Linked DNA regions of Sus scrofa: region 2 is linked to region 1. A link is a contact called in public Hi-C data. All regions are on one chromosome and are shown on one strand. The core of a region is the stretch at or near the end of the contact, and the rest is flanking DNA. Distances in the headings are between cores, read along the strand shown.

Evidence for each region. Hi-C and Micro-C count contacts between places; a contact is called where the count stands out from the background.
Region 2: a Hi-C map of liver shows a contact between it and region 1, with 6 times the contacts expected there. The contact joins the promoter of TCFL5 here to the promoter of RPS21 in region 1. A contact is called at or near these places in 2 of 47 Hi-C or Micro-C datasets (epiblast stem cells and liver).

Annotation. Positions count from the first base shown.
Region 1 is chr17:61,761,713-61,765,354 of Sscrofa11.1, forward strand. RPS21 (ribosomal protein S21) reads left to right here and starts at 1,894. Exons shown (of 6, transcript NM_001097480.2): 1 at 1,894-1,921; 2 at 2,137-2,199; 3 at 2,283-2,346; 4 at 2,483-2,554; 5 at 2,908-2,963; 6 at 3,047-3,111. The coding sequence starts at 2,150. The coding sequence ends at 3,056. It overlaps CABLES2 (CDK5 and ABL1 enzyme substrate 2), which reads right to left. Exons shown (of 10, transcript XM_001924509.4): 10 at 3,221-3,642.
Region 2 is chr17:62,113,597-62,117,238 of Sscrofa11.1, forward strand. TCFL5 (transcription factor-like 5 protein) reads right to left here and starts at 2,073. Exons shown (of 7, transcript XR_002340122.1): 1 at 1,351-2,073; 2 at 307-493; 3 at 1-17.

The DNA of each region.
Region 1 (3,642 bases), core at 644-3,143:
TTTCAGGGCCACACCCTCAACACATGGAGGTTCCCAGGCTAGGGGTCTACTTGGAGCTGCAGCTGTTGCCCTGAGCCACAGCCACACAGGATGCCAGCCTCATCTGCAACCTACACCACAGCTCACGGCAATGCTGGATCCTTAACCCACTGAGCGAGGCCAGGGATAGAACCGGCCACCTCACGGTTCCTAGTCGGATCCATTTCCGCTGTGCCACGACAGGAACTCCCCTTTCTCTCTTAAATGGTCCTGGCACTCTCATCAGAAATCACTTGACTGTATACACGAGGGTTTATTTCGGGGCTAAGACTCTGGCAGGCCCCTCTCTGCCACTCTCCTGCTACTCTGTCTCTTACCTTCCAGTTAGAGATAAATCTTTTTTAAAATTTATTTTTAGAAAATGGTATGGCTGCATGCTGCAGCATGTGGAAGTTCCTGGGCTAGGGATTGAAATCTATGCCACGGCTGCGGCAAGGCCGGCTCCTTTAACCCACTGCAATAGGCTGGGGGTGACCTGAGCCACTGCAGTCGACTCCTAACCCACTGTGCCACAGCAGTAACTCCTACAGAATCTCTTGAAGACCAGGCCTAGCTGGACAGGTAGGCCAGCTGTGCAGACCCCTGCCACAAACATAAACATGTAATACCTGTGCATGTGCTGGGGGGCCTGGACAAAGCACACCTCTCTCTCTCTTTCTCTCTCTCGGGGCTGGCACAGACACTGAGTGACCCTTCTACAAGGTGCTGGCCTTGGTGACCTCACGCCTGATACCCAGCCGCTGGAGTCCCATGGAAGCAACAGCAGACACGCTGCCCACCCAAACACAGGTATGAAGGAACTTGTGGCCTCAGTCCCCGCCAGGCCCAGAGCTCCACGGAAGTTGGCCATGATTCAGACAAGGCCCTGTGGGGCCAGGCTGATAGGGATCGTGTGCACGTTCACTGGCTTCGTACACCTACTATGTGCAGTCCCACTCGGTGAGCAGAGCCCGCCCTGGGAGAGCCCCCACCTGGGCGAGCCGAGACTCAGGTGCGGAAGTGATGGGGGAGACCAGACTTGGAGGATGGGAGGGTGGCAGCAGCGGGAGACAAGACGTGTGTGGCCTGGGGTCCATCCGGGAGGGGCCTTCCGTTTCATCGGAGATGAAGTCCCAAAGGGACAGGCTGCCGCGCACACACTCCCAGGAATGTGGGCAGGGGGCTCTGGGACACTAATTCTGCACTCTAGGAGTTTCCCGTTTTCTTCACTAACAAATTCCTGGCCGCAGGAATGGGCCTCTCCGTCAGTACTGCTCCATGGAGGTGTAGCGGGGGTGATGCGGTGGGGGAGAGTCCTGGGGAGGGGCCCGATGGTGCAGGGCAAGGGCTGTGGGGGCTCTGCCACTGGGCTTGGCCAAGCGCCTTCGCAGCTTGGTCCTGGTTTCCCGAGGGGTTGGCTTCTAATCCAGGGTGTCCCCCGCCGCAGCCCCGCCGCTGCTCCCGGCCTCCCTCAGGACCGCAGGGGCTCGCCGCACCCTTTGCTCTTATAACCCACGACGCCCCTCCTGCGTCCATCTCCGCGTTGCCTGGCTAGTTTCCCGGGGTGAGTCCCCGGCACGGTCTACACCTCTCACGTTCAGACGAGCGCGGTCCGTCCCAGCACTCCCGCGCCGGCCGCCAGCCCCGCACGCCAACCAGCCTGGGGGCGCAGCCGAGACGGCCAGGAGCCGCAGGGGGGCCGAGACCGCAGCGCAGACGCCCGGTGGCTCCCGCCCACCGGAAGCGGAAGTGCGTCGGCCCGGCCCGCACCGCTCTCCGCGCAGACTCGAGGCAGCGCGGGAGAACCGGAAGTACTCGCGAGGCCCCGCCCCCGTCCGCCAGTAGTGCTGCCGGGGGAACCGGCCCTTCCTTTCTGCGCTCGCGCTCATCGTGGTGACACAAGGTGGGCCGCGCGGCTGGGCTCGGGGCCTGGGCAGGGGGACCGCGCGGGGATCGGGGTTCGAGTCGGGCCGGGGGCACGGCGGGGGGGGTCGGGGCCTGGCCCGGGGGACCGCGCGGCTACCGGAGTCGGGCCTGGAAAAGGGCATGGCGCGGGGATCGGGTGGGTGGGAAGGGGCGCGCGGCCCTTTCCTTACGGCACCGCTTGGGGTCCCGCAGGCGTGCCTTCAACATGCAGAACGACGCGGGCGAGTTCGTGGACCTATACGTGCCTCGAAAATGGTGAGCGCTCCCCACCGCCCCGTAATCCCCCCAACCGCTCCCAGCGAGCCCCTCCCCGCTCACTGCCCTCCCGCCCCCCGCAGCTCCGCCAGCAACCGCATCATCGGCGCCAAGGACCACGCGTCCATCCAGATGAACGTGGCCGAGGTGAGTCGGGAGGATCTCTGCGCCGGGGAGGGCGCAAGGTCTGCCGGACTGGTCTGCGTGTTGACTTCTGAACCCCGGGCTTGGAGCTAAAGGCGTTCGGGTGCGCCTCTTCGTGACCCCCCTTCCTGACTTACAGGTTGACAAGGTGACAGGCAGGTTCAACGGCCAGTTTAAAACCTACGCCATCTGTGGTGCCATTCGCAGGATGGTGAGTGTCCCCTGGTCTCTTTCACTGGCCTTTTGAGCAGGGAAATGGTCTCTCCCTGCGTGTCCTCAGGTCTGAGCAGATGTGTTGACAGAACGGGCCAGAGCCTGTTGGACTGGACTGTGCTGCTGCCAGCCCCTTCCCGGGGGGAGGGAGGGGGGTGGAAGAGGGGTGCTTGGGGGTCCCAAGAAAGGGCCATCCTGATAAGAGACACAGATGGGCCTTGACCTCAGATCCCCAGGGCCTCTCCTGCACTGCCAAGTGTCTGCCCACTGCTGCTGTGCCTCCTGTGGTCCGGCTGGGCCGGGGTGTGGCTGGACCTCTGGGCAGTGGTCTCAGGGTGCTTTTCTTGCCAGGGAGAGTCAGACGACTCCATTCTCCGGCTGGCCAAGGCCGACGGCATTGTCTCAAAGTAAGAGGGTCGGCGTGTGGACAGAGGGCTGGGGGGGGGGCTTCTTCAGAAGCCAGATTTTCATATCTTTCTTCCTTTTCTAGGAACTTCTGACTGGCGAGGCTCACACATGTGGAATGTTTGTCATAAATAAATAGTGCAAGTCCGTCTGTTGTTTCACTGTCTGCTTGGGAGGGATGGTGGTCTCTCCTCTGGGCTCTGAGGGTCGGGGCTGGGGTATCTGCTGTGAGTGGAAGGGGCCTGTCACCTGAAAAGCATACTGCAAAACCAGATTTTACTTAAAAGCACAAGTACATGACTTTGCTAACAGATCCATGACACATGACTTAGGTCAGATGACCACTAAGCACACATTTAAATCCACAACACCTGCCCGGTGCTGAGGGGGCGGCACAAGGCCCTTGGACTCATGTCTGAGCAGGTTCGGGGGGGGGACAGTTTAGGCTGAAGTTAAATGCCTTAAATACTGGCTTCACTGGAGTACCACACAGTGGCAGCTCCTGACATCATTAAAAAGGGTGCAGCACACAAAGGGGAAGGTTACAGATGGGTTTGGTGAACGAGAAAACCTCACTACGTGGACACGCAAACTTAAATTACTCCAGCCATCCTAATGTCTGTATAGAAACCCCCAAGACGGGTCCCTTGAGGCTAATTGTAAACCAGCAACGTACAGTTT
Region 2 (3,642 bases), core at 823-3,322, 350 kb after region 1:
CATGAGTTACTAGAGCTCTGAAAAAACATGAAGCAACAGGAGCGCTATCGACATGCGACAACACAATCTCCTGACTGAACAAAGAAAACCCACTTTAATAGAAGAAACAGCCAAGCGATCGCCGTAACTTTGAAGAACTTTTGGGACGCTGAGGAGTTTTAAACATCCCCAAACCACATACATCCTCTCAATTTTAAAAAGTTATTAAGCTCAATGAGAAAAAAAAAAAAAGCCTCGAGACCTAACGAAAACCAAATTTATCCATTTACCGCAAAAGAGCAAAGCCTTGAAAGTCATTTTCCCTACCTGTGTTTGTGAGAGACTCGAAGTCCCAGCAGCAGAGCACGCATTTGCAGTGAACAGAGGGCATGTAAACTGCAAAGCAGTAGCGGCCGCAGCGGTCTTGTTTTTCACCAGTGTTGTGCATTTGTTTTGTTGCTGATGAAGAGGAACGTTCATTAATTCGGACGGATGTCGAATAAGAGTCACCAAACTGCCAAAAGACACAAAAGCCCCAGAAGTAGGCTAAGTTCCCTGAAACACTGCCATCCCCACCACGCTCTAACGGCTAACAGTCCAGGTTCCAGGCAGGAAATCTGTGACAGTGCACGCCCCGGCGTCATCGTGGAAGTCGCTAGACACCTATCAACGGCGGTGCAGGGGACAAGTTCCAACTTCCTTCTCGCTCACACCGGAGGGCGGGGCTGTGTGTCATCTTTTAGTTACACCTCCCCTCCCATCACGCCTCTGACACCCATCTCTGGCTTTCTGGCCCTCCTCCAAAATCTGATGACGGCGGGCAAAATGGGAAAAAGCCGGGGTGTGGGCCAGAGGGAAAGCTGGGGAGACACCCCAGCGGGTGTCTGCGAGGAAGGAGGGCTGCCTGCTGGAGATCTGTCCTTCCGTCAGGCTGCATGTGTGTGCACAAGACAAGGTCAGCACAACCTGAGCCCCCGGAGCGGGAAGCAAGGGCCTCTCCGGACATCTAGGTGGGTGGTCCGGGGCAAAACCTTTGGCGCTCGGAGCATCGCTACACTTGTCTCAACTCATCTCCCTTCCAGACGCAGCGTGCACCCGAGGCCAAGGCTTTGGGGGCTGTGTGCAGGCGCTGCGAGCTTAGTATGGGCTCGCAGCGCCTGCGAACAGCACACGACCTCGGACCCGCCGAGGTCGGCTCCCTGTTAAGATGCAAGCCAGGAGACTGGCGGTCTCCGCATGGGACCCGGGGGTCGACACCCGCACCGAAGCCGGTGCTTCTCTGCACGGGACCCTGGTCCACACCCTGACCGAGGCGGCCGCTTCTCCGCACAGGACCCTGGTCTACACCCAGACCCGGCGGGATGCACCCACTTGTTGAGCGCCACGCCGGGCTCGGGGGGCTCGGCGCCGCGCGGGGCGGGCGGGGGCTCGGCGGGGATGCTGTTGAAGCGGTCCTCCAGGCGGACGCGCACTGCCGACTTGGCCCGCGCCTCGGGCGCGCCCTCCGCGTTCTCCTTGCCGGCGCCGTCGGGCGCCTTGGGCCGGGGTGCGCCCGGGCCCGGGCCGTCGGCGCCCGGCGTCTTCTCGGCGGCGGGGGGCGCGCCCGCCTCGCTCAGCAGCATCATGCGCAGCTCCTGGAAGTCGATGTGGCCCAGGCACGGGTTGGCGCCCGCGAAGCCGCCGTCGGCCAGCGCGGGCGGGCACAGCACGGGGTACACGGGCGCCGCGCCCCCCGTCGCCGCCGCCGCCGCCGCCGCGCCCCCCGCCGCCGCGAAGCCCCCGGCCGCCGCGCCCGGCGCCGCCGCCGCCAGGAAGGCCGAGTTGAGGCGCGTCTCGAGCTCGCCGTCGGCCGCCGCCGCCTCCATGTGCGAGTAGAGGATGTGCTGCAGCTGCGTGTACTCGATCTCCGTCATCTCCACCAGGCTCAGGTCGGTGGTCGTGAAGCTCAGCCCCGCCTCGCCCAGCGCCGCGTCCGCGCCCTCGGGGCCCGCCGGCCCGCCCGCCTGCGGCGGCTCCCGCGGCCCGGGGCCCGACATGCCGGCGCCAACGGCGGGGGGGCGCGCGGGCGGGCCGGCGGGGCCAGGCCGGGCGGGGCGGGGCGGGGGCGCGGAAACCGCCGGCCGCAGCGCGCCTGCGCCGCCCGCCCGCAACGGCAGCCCCTCCCCGGCGCGGCCCCGCCCCGCGGCCCGGCCGCGCCAACCGCCCGCCCCGCCCCCGCCGCGCCGGCCCCACCCCGGCTGCGCGCGCAGGTCGGGGGCGGGCGGGCGGCCCGAGTGGCCGCGCGAGGGCGCCCAGACCCGAGCGCCGCGGCCTCAAGCCGTGCCCCGCACCGCCCGGTCGGGTATCCGCGGGTCCAGGGTGGCGGGGCCGGCCTTCCGGGGCCCGGCCGGGGAGCAGGGCCCAGGCAGCAGGTGCATCTCTGCGTTCACGGAGCCACGGGGTGCTGTGCAGCGCCCCCTTCTCAGAGTGGCGGGAGCAGTAGGTGAGACAGCTGCCCCGCTCCAGGTGTGACAGGGCGCTCTGTACCTGGTGCAGAGGCAATCAAGGGAATGCACGTGTCGCACGGGCTCATCCCCGCGCAGGGCAAGCCACGCGGGATCAATGCACTCCTCAAACTCTGGCCGGCGAATTGAGTTGGAAAGCACATGCCACGTGGGTCCATCCATTGCAAGTGCGCCATTCAGTGGTCGTGTATCACAGCGCATCACATCCCACCAAAAGTGAAGTCACAGTGTCTCAGAACACTTCACCCAAAGAAATCTCACGCCCATTCAAGCTCTCCCTATGAATGGCATCATACAATAGGTGGGTCTTTAAAAGAGTCACTCCTGCAGGCTCAGAATAATTACTGCACCCACCTCTCACCCACACCCACATCTCAACCAGAAGGGAATGATGGCTTACAGGACAGCTGATTAATCATTTAGAAAAGAGTTAGCACTTTTCCCACCCCTAAGATAAAAATTAGTTTCAGGTAATTGCAATACCTAAATTTGAAAAGCAAAATTGGAGTTCCATTGTGGCTCAGCGGTAACGAAGCAATTAGTATCCATGAGGAAGCAGGTTGGATCCCTGGCCCCACTCAGTGGGTTAAGGATCTGGCGTGGCTGTGTCTGTGGTGCAGGCCAGCAGCTGCAGCTCCCGTTCAACCCCTAGCCTGGGAACCTCCATGTGCTGCACCTGCAGCCCTAAAAAGACAAAAAAAAAAAAAAAAAACCCAAAAAAACCTATAAGGGAAAAGAACATAAATACACACGGCACTGAATCACTGTTCTAAACACCTGAGGCTGACACCTGTAAATCAACTATACTTCAAGTTAAAAAAATAAATAAAAAGCAAGTTAAACAACTGCTAAATATACAGAACGATATTGATAAACTCTTTGAGAAAATTCTAAGCACGACACCATCACAGACCATAATGTGTGCAAAACTGCCCTGGGAATCTTGTTTAAAAGTAGGTTCTAAATCAGCAGGCCTGGGGGCGCCCAGAATCCCGCCGTTTTAAGGAGCCACCAGTTGACCCTGTGCTGCCGATCAGCAGACCCCCCACGTAGAGCAGCAGAACCACGGAGGACAGCGAGATGCAGTGTTTATAAGGGAAAATAGGAGTTCCCATTGCGGCTCATTGGGTTCAGGACCCCGCGGTGTCTTCCTGAGGAT